Regions from separate parts of the Sus scrofa genome. Here region 2 is linked to region 1. The links are chromatin contacts, called in public HiChIP or PLAC-seq maps. All regions are on one chromosome and are shown on one strand. Each heading gives the region's core, a stretch centred on a gene start, on an enhancer-like site or on the middle of the called end of the contact. The rest is flanking DNA. Distances are from core to core; before and after follow the strand shown. Region 1 overlaps XPR1 (xenotropic and polytropic retrovirus receptor 1). Region 2 has its middle 48 kb from the start of IER5.

The links. HiChIP or PLAC-seq counts read pairs in DNA pulled down with a chosen protein or histone mark.
Region 2: an H3K27ac HiChIP or PLAC-seq map of alveolar macrophages shows a contact between it and region 1. The contact joins two enhancer-like sites. A contact is called at or near these places in 1 of 47 Hi-C or Micro-C datasets (epiblast stem cells) and 1 of 2 datasets of contacts at active chromatin or transcription factors (alveolar macrophages).

What each region holds. Positions count from the first base shown.
Region 1 is chr9:122,238,654-122,243,705 of Sscrofa11.1, forward strand. All of the region lies in intron 1 of XPR1 (xenotropic and polytropic retrovirus receptor 1), which reads left to right. Among named protein-coding and RNA genes, the nearest start is that of XPR1, 3.2 kb to the left of the region's middle. Within about 2 kb of position 3,163, at least 1 of the 83 cell types and tissues checked has an H3K27ac peak or open chromatin away from gene starts, as enhancers often do. A contact at or near this core is called in alveolar macrophages, where this site is marked.
Region 2 is chr9:122,679,146-122,684,197 of Sscrofa11.1, forward strand. No RefSeq gene overlaps it. Among named protein-coding and RNA genes, the nearest start is that of IER5, 48 kb to the left of the region's middle. Within about 2 kb of position 2,591, at least 38 of the 83 cell types and tissues checked have an H3K27ac peak or open chromatin away from gene starts, as enhancers often do. A contact at or near this core is called in alveolar macrophages, where this site is marked.

The DNA.
Region 1 (5,052 bases), core at 1,913-4,412:
TCACCGAGGAATCCTCTTCCGAGATAAGCCCCTCCAGTGATTTCCTTCATTCCACGGAGCCCTTCAGCTTTTCTTCACTTGCCCGCTGTTGACAAAGGCTTTGTAACAGGGTTGAAACTTGATTTAAATGTGTATTACACATGCAGTGGTTACACTATGCACACGTACCGTAATCAGCTATTTTGTTTTGATGAGGCTGACTTGTCTTTTCACTGATTGCATAAAGTATACAAAGTATATAAAACATCCTTATCTTTGTTTTTGGCTCTTCTCTTGTTTTGGGATGAAGGGGGAAGTGGAAGGAAGAAAGAGAAGGGAATTATTTACAATTTTCACATTTTCTTTCCTAAATTTTTTGTTATCTAGGGAGAAAAGTACTACATTGTAAACAATGTAGTTTGAAAACATACCTGTGTATTACAGAAATCATGGCCCGTCTCACCCTTAATTTCTGTAATAACAGCTCTTGGAGTGTATTTAATAGATAGTGATAAGGAACCTTGCATTAATAAAAGGAAGAGTAAAGGTGGTGAGCCCATTTAGGGATTCAGAAGCCAAGATACCTGAAGGGCTTTAAGCATTGCACTAGGTTATTTTCCTTAACTGGCAGTTCAGCTCCTGGATAGAGAAAGACTTATCTGTAACCTCCAGGAATTCACATCTATGTTATGTGCAGGAACAAAGAGTATAAAATCAATATGAACACAAATATTCTAGCTAGGTTTTATGAATTAAAATATTTTGGTTCTCTATTTAATTTCTATTTTAAGTTCATTGATAGGTGTTTAGGCAATAGTTTATTCATATAACAGTTGTAATAATTGAAGAAGACAGGGAAAGGGATTGTTAAGTAGGTTAAACAAAACCTTGAAGAACCTTGTAAAATAAATTCACCTTGTAACATACAGTATTTGATTATTGCCAGAAATGAAAGCCCGAAAATTATTAATGCTTTCTTTTCACTTAATTTTCTTACAGTGTTTTGTGGCTATGTTTCATGAGAATGAAAAAAAGGGACTAGCTTTTCACCTTGTAGAGGTTTTGATTTATTGTTTCTAATAACGTTTGGTCAGTTTAAAACCTTGGCTAGAGTCCAGATGATGGTTTTTATTGAAAGGAAGGTATTGGTCTTTCATCTCTCTAGTAGTAATTTTCAGCACCACTGCCAGTTCTTCATAGAAGCATAGAGCACAGCATGCTGAAGCAACATCTTATACTTGTTATGTAGTATGGAATGCTTCATTTGGGGAGAAGTAATGGTGGTTGGTTGTATGCTATGATTTGTTTTAAATATTACAGCACTCAGCTGTTTCATAGAATTGTATTAACTTGGAATACAATTTCTGGGGCTGGAAGGAGAAGCATAAGATTTAGTTTGAATACATAATTACTTCTTGATTTATAATGTCAGCTTTGTGGCTGGAGTAATTCTGGGATTCCTTATTCACATACTCCATTTGGACAGTAGTCCTAAGTGATTACTTTAGGTTGGTCACAGAGGAACAAAATTCCTGAGCATATGTGTGACTGCATTATCTTTCCTAGTCCAATTATAAATTATTTTTTGAAAAATTCATTAATTGGGGATAATTGAAATTTTATTCTGCAGAGAATTCCTACCATGTGACTCTTGACTAGGATAAGCTCATTGTTTGGTAGGCAAAATTAATAAGAAACACTTTTCTTTGTGAATTGGAGCCATTAAGGACATTTTTTAGAGGCTTGGGATCTGTTGTGTATTGTTTCTCTAGAACTGGTGCTGTTCCTTTAAAAATAGTTGAAGAGTCATAAATAAGAGTCTTTAGAGTCCAGGAATTTTAGTAGCTTAAAAACTTTGGGGAAAAAAAGGACATCATAAAAGATATTAGTATTTACTAGAGAAATGAACTTCCTTATAATGCAGTAACATGTAGTTTCTCATATATGAAGATGATGCTCTTGAAACACTGTTAGTAGAACAGACACTTGAATTTGCTTTTCAAGTACTGATGATGAAATTTCAGTGTATTGCCCCTGATTTCTAGCATAGGGTGCTTTCTAGTACTGTGAACCACGGTGAACTGTTCAGCTTCTTTGTGGTTTATTTCATTTTGCTATGTCAAATTTTACTTGAAATAAGCAGAGCTTCAGGTAGAAGCTGAAAAATACTGTTTTACATCTATGATTAGATGTATTATTGTGTACACACAGTCATACAATAACTGCTAGTTCTCATTTGTGCTTGTCATGAGGCTTTGAGGAGAGTCTTTTTGCCTTTTCAAGGTTCCTCTTTCATAAAATAAGAATATAGAGCCAGAGCTTTTCATAGGATTTTTTATTTAACTTTCACTGGCTTTTATTTTTTAGATTGTTAAAATTATTAATTTTAGTGATGCATCAGTATCCTGAAAATTATTAGTTTCTGATTTAAAAGTGAATTGTAGAGTTCATAGATTCAGTCTTCATAGACAGAATGATAAAACATAAAAGAAGAGAGCAACATGGAGAAACTATATGAAGAAAATCTGATCCATTTGGGAATAGTTTTTACACAGAATAAACACAGTGGGAAGAGACTGTCCCTGTTTCCAGTAATCTAGTTGAGTGTAAATCTTGGTTTATATTATAGAACATCAATAAATCTTTATAAGAGCATAAAAACTTAGAATCAGTGGCATCCGGGTGACAGTGAAACAAACAAACTGGCAAAAAAAATTTGGAATCAGTGATTGTATATTTTAGAGCTCTGTAATTGATTAATCAAAATTAATTTAGACCAGTTTCAGCCAAATAGAGTAGTATGACCATATTAATATTTTACAGAATACTAGCAAAAGAAGCAAATATATTTGGTGTTGTAGGCTGCTGACTTGTGTTTTTTTCCCTAGGGTCCTGTGCTGCTTTGGTTTCTCAGAAATGTGGCATTTTTTTTTTTTTTTTCAGTGTGCACTGTAGTTTTGTAAGGTAATAAAATAATGAGACATCTAAATTTCGGGATTTTAGAGTTTGAAGGGAATTTAGAGATTATTTGCCTTCTTGTTTGTTTGTTTGTTTGTTTTCAAGTAAGGAAACTGAGGTCCAGAAAGGTTAAATTACTTGTCCAGGATCATATCTAGACAGCTAGTCTCTTGAGCAGAAGGTGTGTAAGCTTTGGTAGTGAGGTCACCCTAACTGTGTGACCCTGAAGAAATCACTTCCTCTTTCTGGGCTTTAAGCTCTTCATCTGTAAAGTGAGAGAACTGGACTTGATGGTTTCTAAGCTCACAGAGCTCTATTTTCTAAGGACCATATAGCTCTAAATTTCTGTGCATTTTTTGTGGTTTGTGTTTGATATATGAAGAGGAGAGAACTTAAAGCATTATTGTTAATAGCACTTTTTTAAATTGTCACCTTTCAAAATTTTTTGATGATATTTTAATGTGTGAATGGAAAGCTGACCCAGTGAAACTTTTATTTAACTTAAATAAAAAATGATGGTCATAGATTAATTTTTTGTTGCAAGATTTTGGAAAAGAGAGATTCTTCATAAACTGTGTATCTTATTTTTAATTGCAAGGAAACAGTGCTGTAACGTTATTGTGATTTTCATTTATAGAACTCTCCCATGAGAACACTTGTGTTGCAGGCTTCAATTTCCCAAAGGTATTATGTTGATTAGTTAGGGTTAACTTGCCTTGCTGGAACTTGTTTTGAAATTTCCAGTTTGGCCACCCGATGGGGCACAAACCACACTTTTTCTTTCACTCACTTCTGCAAATGAAAATCCAGTATAGCATATTTAAAATAACACTTGTAAATGATTATGTCAGTAAGATGCTTTGCATTTCAGAATGTTTCTTAACTGAGTGAATGAGTGTTGTATAAGACAGAAAACTATTACTCTTCTTTATTATTTTTGTATAATAAAGTGTGTATCCTGTGTATTTTTGTATAATAAAGTGAGTATCCTGGAAAGATTATACTTGCCCTCCCATCCCTGAAGGTTGGTTTTGGATCAGTTTTTGGGTGAAGGCCCAGATCATAAGAACCTAAGAGTCTTATTTGACCTGGGGTGACCATGGAAAATCAGTCCTGGCTTCAAATCCAGTCCTAATCTGGAAAACATCTGAGAGACTGAGTTGTGCTGGCTAGAGATTTCAAGTATATTTGCATCATAGCCCCCAAAGGAGAGTACTCAAAACTCCCATGGAGTAAGAGAAGATAGTTGTTTTTTGTTTTTTTTTTTTAATGATTTTCATTTTTTCCATTATAGTTGGTTTACAGTGTTCTGTCAGTTTCTACTATACAGCAAAGTGACCCAGTCATACACATACGTATATATTCTTTATTATTTTTTAAAAGTGATTTTCATTTTTTTCCATTATTGTTGGTTTACAGTGTTCTGTCAGTTTTCTACTATACAGCAAAGTGACCCAGTCACACACACATATATATACATACATTCTTTTTCTCACATTATCCTCCATCACAGGTGACTGAAAATAGTTCCCTGTGCTATACAGCAGGATCTTATTAGAAAATAGTTTTAGAAATGTTAATTGTGTTTGTTTTTGTGCATAAAACAGAAAGAAAATTTTGCTAATATTGAATAAATGGGTTAATACAGTGACCTTGTTTAGGAGGTAGTCGGAGGGCAAACAGCGGTTAATCCAGTTTATGGGTACATAGTTAAATGAGTATATATGGCTGTTACCTAATTTTGACTAAATGAACCCTTATAAAATGGATGTGACTTAAAAAGACTCCTGTAAAGAAGCCTCAGCAGCAGTACCAATAATCAGGCACACGTGAATATCAAGAAAATGGCAGAGCTGGCAATTCTACTTCTAGTACTAGCTTTTTGTCAGCCAAATTATAGAGAAAACAGTGATACTTAAATAGATCTGACAGGAAGTTTGCCAGAATGTTTCAAAATAATTAAGATAATTCTTTGAAGTACTGTTTTGCATCCATTGTCATTTACAGTGAACTCCACCTTAAATAAATATGATATATTAGAGTATTTTGTCTTTAAAAGGTCTGTTTTCCAGCCATTATAATCAGGTTTCAAAATCAACTGAACCCTAAAGTTTG
Region 2 (5,052 bases), core at 1,341-3,840, 440 kb after region 1:
AGAGCACAGCGTGGGGATCTAAGCGTAGAGTGATGTGTGAAGCCAGGGTGCAAGGAGCAGAGGGTTCGACACAGAGGAAGCGCCAGCCACTCAGGAAGGAGGCAAAACCCATGTGGTGCTGGGAGAAGCTTGTTTGAGGGTCAGAGGGTAAGATGCTGTGTGAGTCCACCTTGGATTCCAGGTGGAGTGGCCGAGCTGGTTGAAACAGCCCAGATCTGGTGACAGACAACAGGAAGGAGGGGTGCTTATGCCATTTCACTTTGGGAGGAGAATCTCTTGCAGGTGTCTGTACCGGGCAGTCACAGCCCTGTAGGAATGCTGTTATGTTTCAGCAGAGGGAGGGCCTGAGACGGTGGCCCTTGCTTCTCCAAGCCATGCATGAGGGTGGGTCCACAACCTCCCAGATGACCCCTAGGAAGGAAGTTTGGAAATAAAAGCCTCACCCCAGTGAGGAGTAATGGGATTAGGGGTATGCCAAGGCTGAGTCTTAGTGTGGACAACCAGAGCTGGGACCAGAGGGAGGCTGTGGCTGAGCCCTGGTGGGGCAGGGGTGCCAGGGGCTGAGGGTCCATGCTGCAGGGCGATGGCCAGACTGCCTGGGCTCTTTGAGCATCCCAAATCCAGTGGGACAAGGGCGGGAGAGGATGTGGTTTCAGGACAGTGCTTGAGAAAGTCACTTAAGGGTTTTCATTCATAAGATCAAACTGATTCCCCGGTGTGAAATACTAAGACACACACAAAATGAAGGGGTTGTCTGGTCTGGTCTCATTCTTCTCTGGTCAGTTCATTTCTGGAGCACTGAAGTCACACTGGCGTCCTCCCACCTTGAGACCGAATTGATAAAGCCTCTCGCACTCCCAGGAGAGAGGTGAGAAACTGCCACGTGAGAGGAGGTCAGAAGGAATTGAGAACGTGTAGTGAGGAGAAGGACAATTCAGGAGTGACTCACTGCTTAGTTCGTTCATGGTCCCAAGAGTGGCCTTGATGTGTGGACATTGCAGGGAGAGGTATTCCAGCTCTAAACAGACCTGTCTAGTGATTCTCAGCTGGAGTAGCCTGAATCAGGACGTGATGCCCTTCATGAAGCTGGTGTATCTAAGCCCAGGCCGGGACATCATGCAGGAGAGTCAGACATCTGTCTGGGTCATAGGCCTGGACAACCTTCAAGATGTCTTCCAATCTTAAAGGTTTGTGGAGTGCTGAATGAAATTCTAATTTTATAATCTCTGACTCAGATGCTTTGAGTCAGAGGATCTGAGTGGAAGGATCCCAGCTCCTTGTCAGACAGACCAAAGTTTCTAAGATTGGCTGTCATTTGCTAGCTTTGTGACCCTGGAGAATTTCCTTCAACTTTCTGGTTTTTGGGTTTTTTTGTCTTTTTAGGGCCGCACTGGTGGCATATGGAAGCTCCCAGGCTAGGGGTTGAATTGGAGCTATAGCTGCTGGCCCACACCAAAGCCACAGCAAGGCCAAATCCGAGCCATGTCTGCGACCTACACCACAGCTCATGGCAACGCTGGATCATTAACCCCCTGAGTCAGGCCAGGGATCGAACCTGTGTCCTCATGGATGCTAGTCAGATTCGTTTCCACCGAGCCACAATGGGAATTCCCCCCTCAATTTTCTGAATCTCAGTTTTTCATCTAAAAGATGACAGTACCTTTCCTGGCAGAGTTTTGTTGGTATTAAGTGAAACAGTGTAACAGAAGATGAAAAAAAAAAGATCAAAGCAGATTGTGTGTGTGTTAGCAGGAGCGGGGAGAATACAGGACCTCGGCAGTGCTATAAAACTGTACTAGTGCCTACTGGTTAATTTTTGTCTTCGTAAGACCAGGTTACGAGCATCAGGATTAATGACAGGATAAAATAGACTCTGATGGGATGTGGACAGATTTTGGCTTGGATCCTCTTAGCAAGGAAGGGAAGGGTGGGGCCTGGGAGGAGAGGAGGCACCTGTGACTGTGCCGGGGGAGGGGCAGGAGGAAGTCACCCTCTGGCTCTGTTCCTGGGGTTTCTGGCCATGGAGGAGTCTGCTGTGGAGGTGCCCACCCACAGGAGTGGGCCTGGACAAGACCGCCACGACTGGTGTGGCACTTTCAGCTGTGACAGGGACACGGGGTTTCTTTCAACCTTCCCACCTCAGCTTTCTGCCCCAGCTCCTTTCTCAGGCCCTCCTGGTGCCTCTGTCACAGTGTCTCCTCTTAGAAACAGCTCAGCTTGTTCACAAGGAGCTCTAAGTGGCTGACAGAGCTAAACACGCCACCACTCCCAGGGACACTGCACTTCAAGCCACGGGTGACTCTCTGCTGGGGTCCTCTCTTCCACGGCATGAGGGTCCTGGTGGGAGTGGGCACCTCTGGCACCGCCTTGTCTGGCACCGCCTTGTCTGGCACCGCCTTGTCTTTTTGCAGAGCTGACCTAGTCTTGAGTCCGGGTGGACAGACATGAAGGAACAGGCCCCAAGCTTTGCCTGGGGGGGCAAGGCCCCCCCCCCCCCCCCCCCCCCCCGCCCTGGTTGGAGGAAGTGAGTGGGTGGGTCCTGCCTCCCGCTGCATGCTGACTCAGTGATTCCTGGAAGGAGGTGATGTCATGATGTCATGGTGACGGGGCAGTTCCCTCCCCAGCAAAGTCGGTAGGAGAGTGTGTCTCACTGGCACTGAGGCCTGAGGCTCACTTAAGAGTGACCAAGTCCCCTGGATCTTGCAGGCCACTTAATGCCGCCTACAGTGACAGCTCCCTTCTCCAGATTCCCACAGCTGGGATCACTTGTCCCTGCGGTGATCCCATATTTGGGGCAGTCTTGGTTGATCTTAAGCATCCGGCCTCTTTCATTTTCCCTGTGAACACATTCAGAAATCCTAGAAAACCATCCTAGTCTGAGCATGCCTCCTGGGGCTTTGGGCGCAGGAGCCACCAAGCTGGCGCAAACCAGAGCACGGCATCACGGGTATTCTTGTGTCTTTCTCCAGTTTCACATCTGGATGTCTTTTCAACAGTATGAATGGCTCCTCAGAGTCAGAGCTGTGTCCTTTTATTTCTTTTGTCTTCTCCAGGACTCCCCTTCGGGCTGAGGGTGTGGGAAACTAAAAAGATTTGGGGGCAGGGTAGAGGTGTAAGCTCCCTCTCCTGTCCTTGTCAGCGCCCCCCTCCCTTTACTTTGTGGGGGTTGGAGGCATCTGCAGCAGGGGCCCTCTGGGTATGTGAGAACGCCACTTCTTCCAGATCAGATCAGCACTAAATTAAAAGGTAATGGTAGCCAGTCCTGGTGTGGGCTTGGGAAAAACCCGGCTGGATTTGTTGGGGCCTGGGGTGCTTTCAGAAAACCACTCCCTGCTCCCTTTTTCGCCAGAGACTCCCTGGGAGGGACGCGTGTCAGACCCATGTGGAGTAAGACAGGTCCTTTGTCAACTGGAGTCTGGATTCAAATGCCAGCCACCTCCCCTGTCGTTCTCCAGACCAGCTCCACATTTTACAAGGGAGCCCCCATGTGGCCTTGTGCTGCCCGATGCTGCCCCCTATAGGCGGTTAGGGGGCACAGCCCTCACGACTGAGCCTGTGCCACCGGGACGGTGGCTTTTCATCACTTAAAGCTGTCAGAACAGCTAATAGGCCATGAATATGGAGAAAATTAGGCTTCTCCAAGTGAATTGGGTGTTGAAAGACACTGAGATAAATGCTAGAGGTAGTGAGAATTGATGGATGGAGCCCTGCTTACTGCAGCCATCTCATTTAAGTCCAAGCTCACGACAGCCCTAGAGGGGAGGCAGGTGTTCTGAGGCTTTGTGTAATGCATGATGGAATCTAGTCTTAGAAAGTTAAATAATGGTCCCAAGGTTATATATCCAGTAAATGCTGGAGCCATGTCTTGAACTCAGTGACCCCAGAGCTTGGTGACATCTGCTGTGCCATCTCCCTGTGCTAAGAGGGCAGAAGCCGATCCAGGAGGAAGATTCCTTTATCTGTAGTGTGAACAGGGTTCTTTGGAATGAGGGTGAAATTTCACGGAAGGAGTTTTAGCTGTAGTCTCTATGATGTGATTTTAGGGATGCTGGGAAGGTCCCCCTCCCTGGACATATGCTCCCAACTTGCTCATCCCATTGCCTGGAATTTCATTGTAGGGAAGCCATTCTTTTGACTAACATGGGCCAGGAGGTGCTCTCTCCCTAGTTGGAAATATGGGTCCTAAGGGGAAGTTGCACATTAACCCTTGCATTGTCATTCTACCTCAGTGGGGATTAGCTTTTCTTTTTTTTCTTTTTTTTGGGGGGGATTAGCTTTTCTGATTGCTTTATCCCTGTGGGAGAGGGTTAAGAGTATATGGGGAACCTGAAGGACTGGGGTATCTCTGATCGTCTTCCTGGATGTCACAGAAACTCCCCAAGCTGAAAATGTCCCAAGCCAAATGCTTCTTCTCTCTGACCCTGTCCTTTTCTTGGGCATCAAACAGGCCCAGAAGTCTCCAAGTTCTCCTTCACTCCTCCACCTCATTGGTTCTGAAGTCCCACCTGGCCTGCCTCTGAAGTGCTTGAATCTTTCCTTTGCACACCCCCCACCTCTGGTCCTCTCAGGCCCTTGTCAGCTTGTCCCTGGCTTCTTTTTAACCCTAGGGCTTCACTCTTCAGATCCCAGAGCCGCAGCAGCAGCAGCAGCAGCAGCAGACTTTCTAGAGGGTAAATCTGATGTTGCTGCATTTCCTCTTCAGATCCTCCTCGCTCTTAAGGCATGCAGACTCCTTAGTGTTTTATCACAGGTCCCTCAGGACGTCATTGCCACCCTTTTCTTTAGCCCCAACTCTGTCTCCCCTCAGTACCTCCCTTCAGTCACCCTCCTCCATCCCATTTCTCAGTCTGATTGGCAGACACTTTTCCTTTGTCATCTTGAATGTTCCTTCACATCTTCATGCCTTTGCCCATGTGCCAGTTTGGTCAGAAAAGCCCTTCCCTTTGGTGGTCAGCTGACCGCACTTTGGTGAAGCCATTCCTGATTCCCACCTCTCTCCTCCAAGGAGGAGGTAAATTTGTAAATCTCTGTCTCCTCCATGAAGCCTGGATG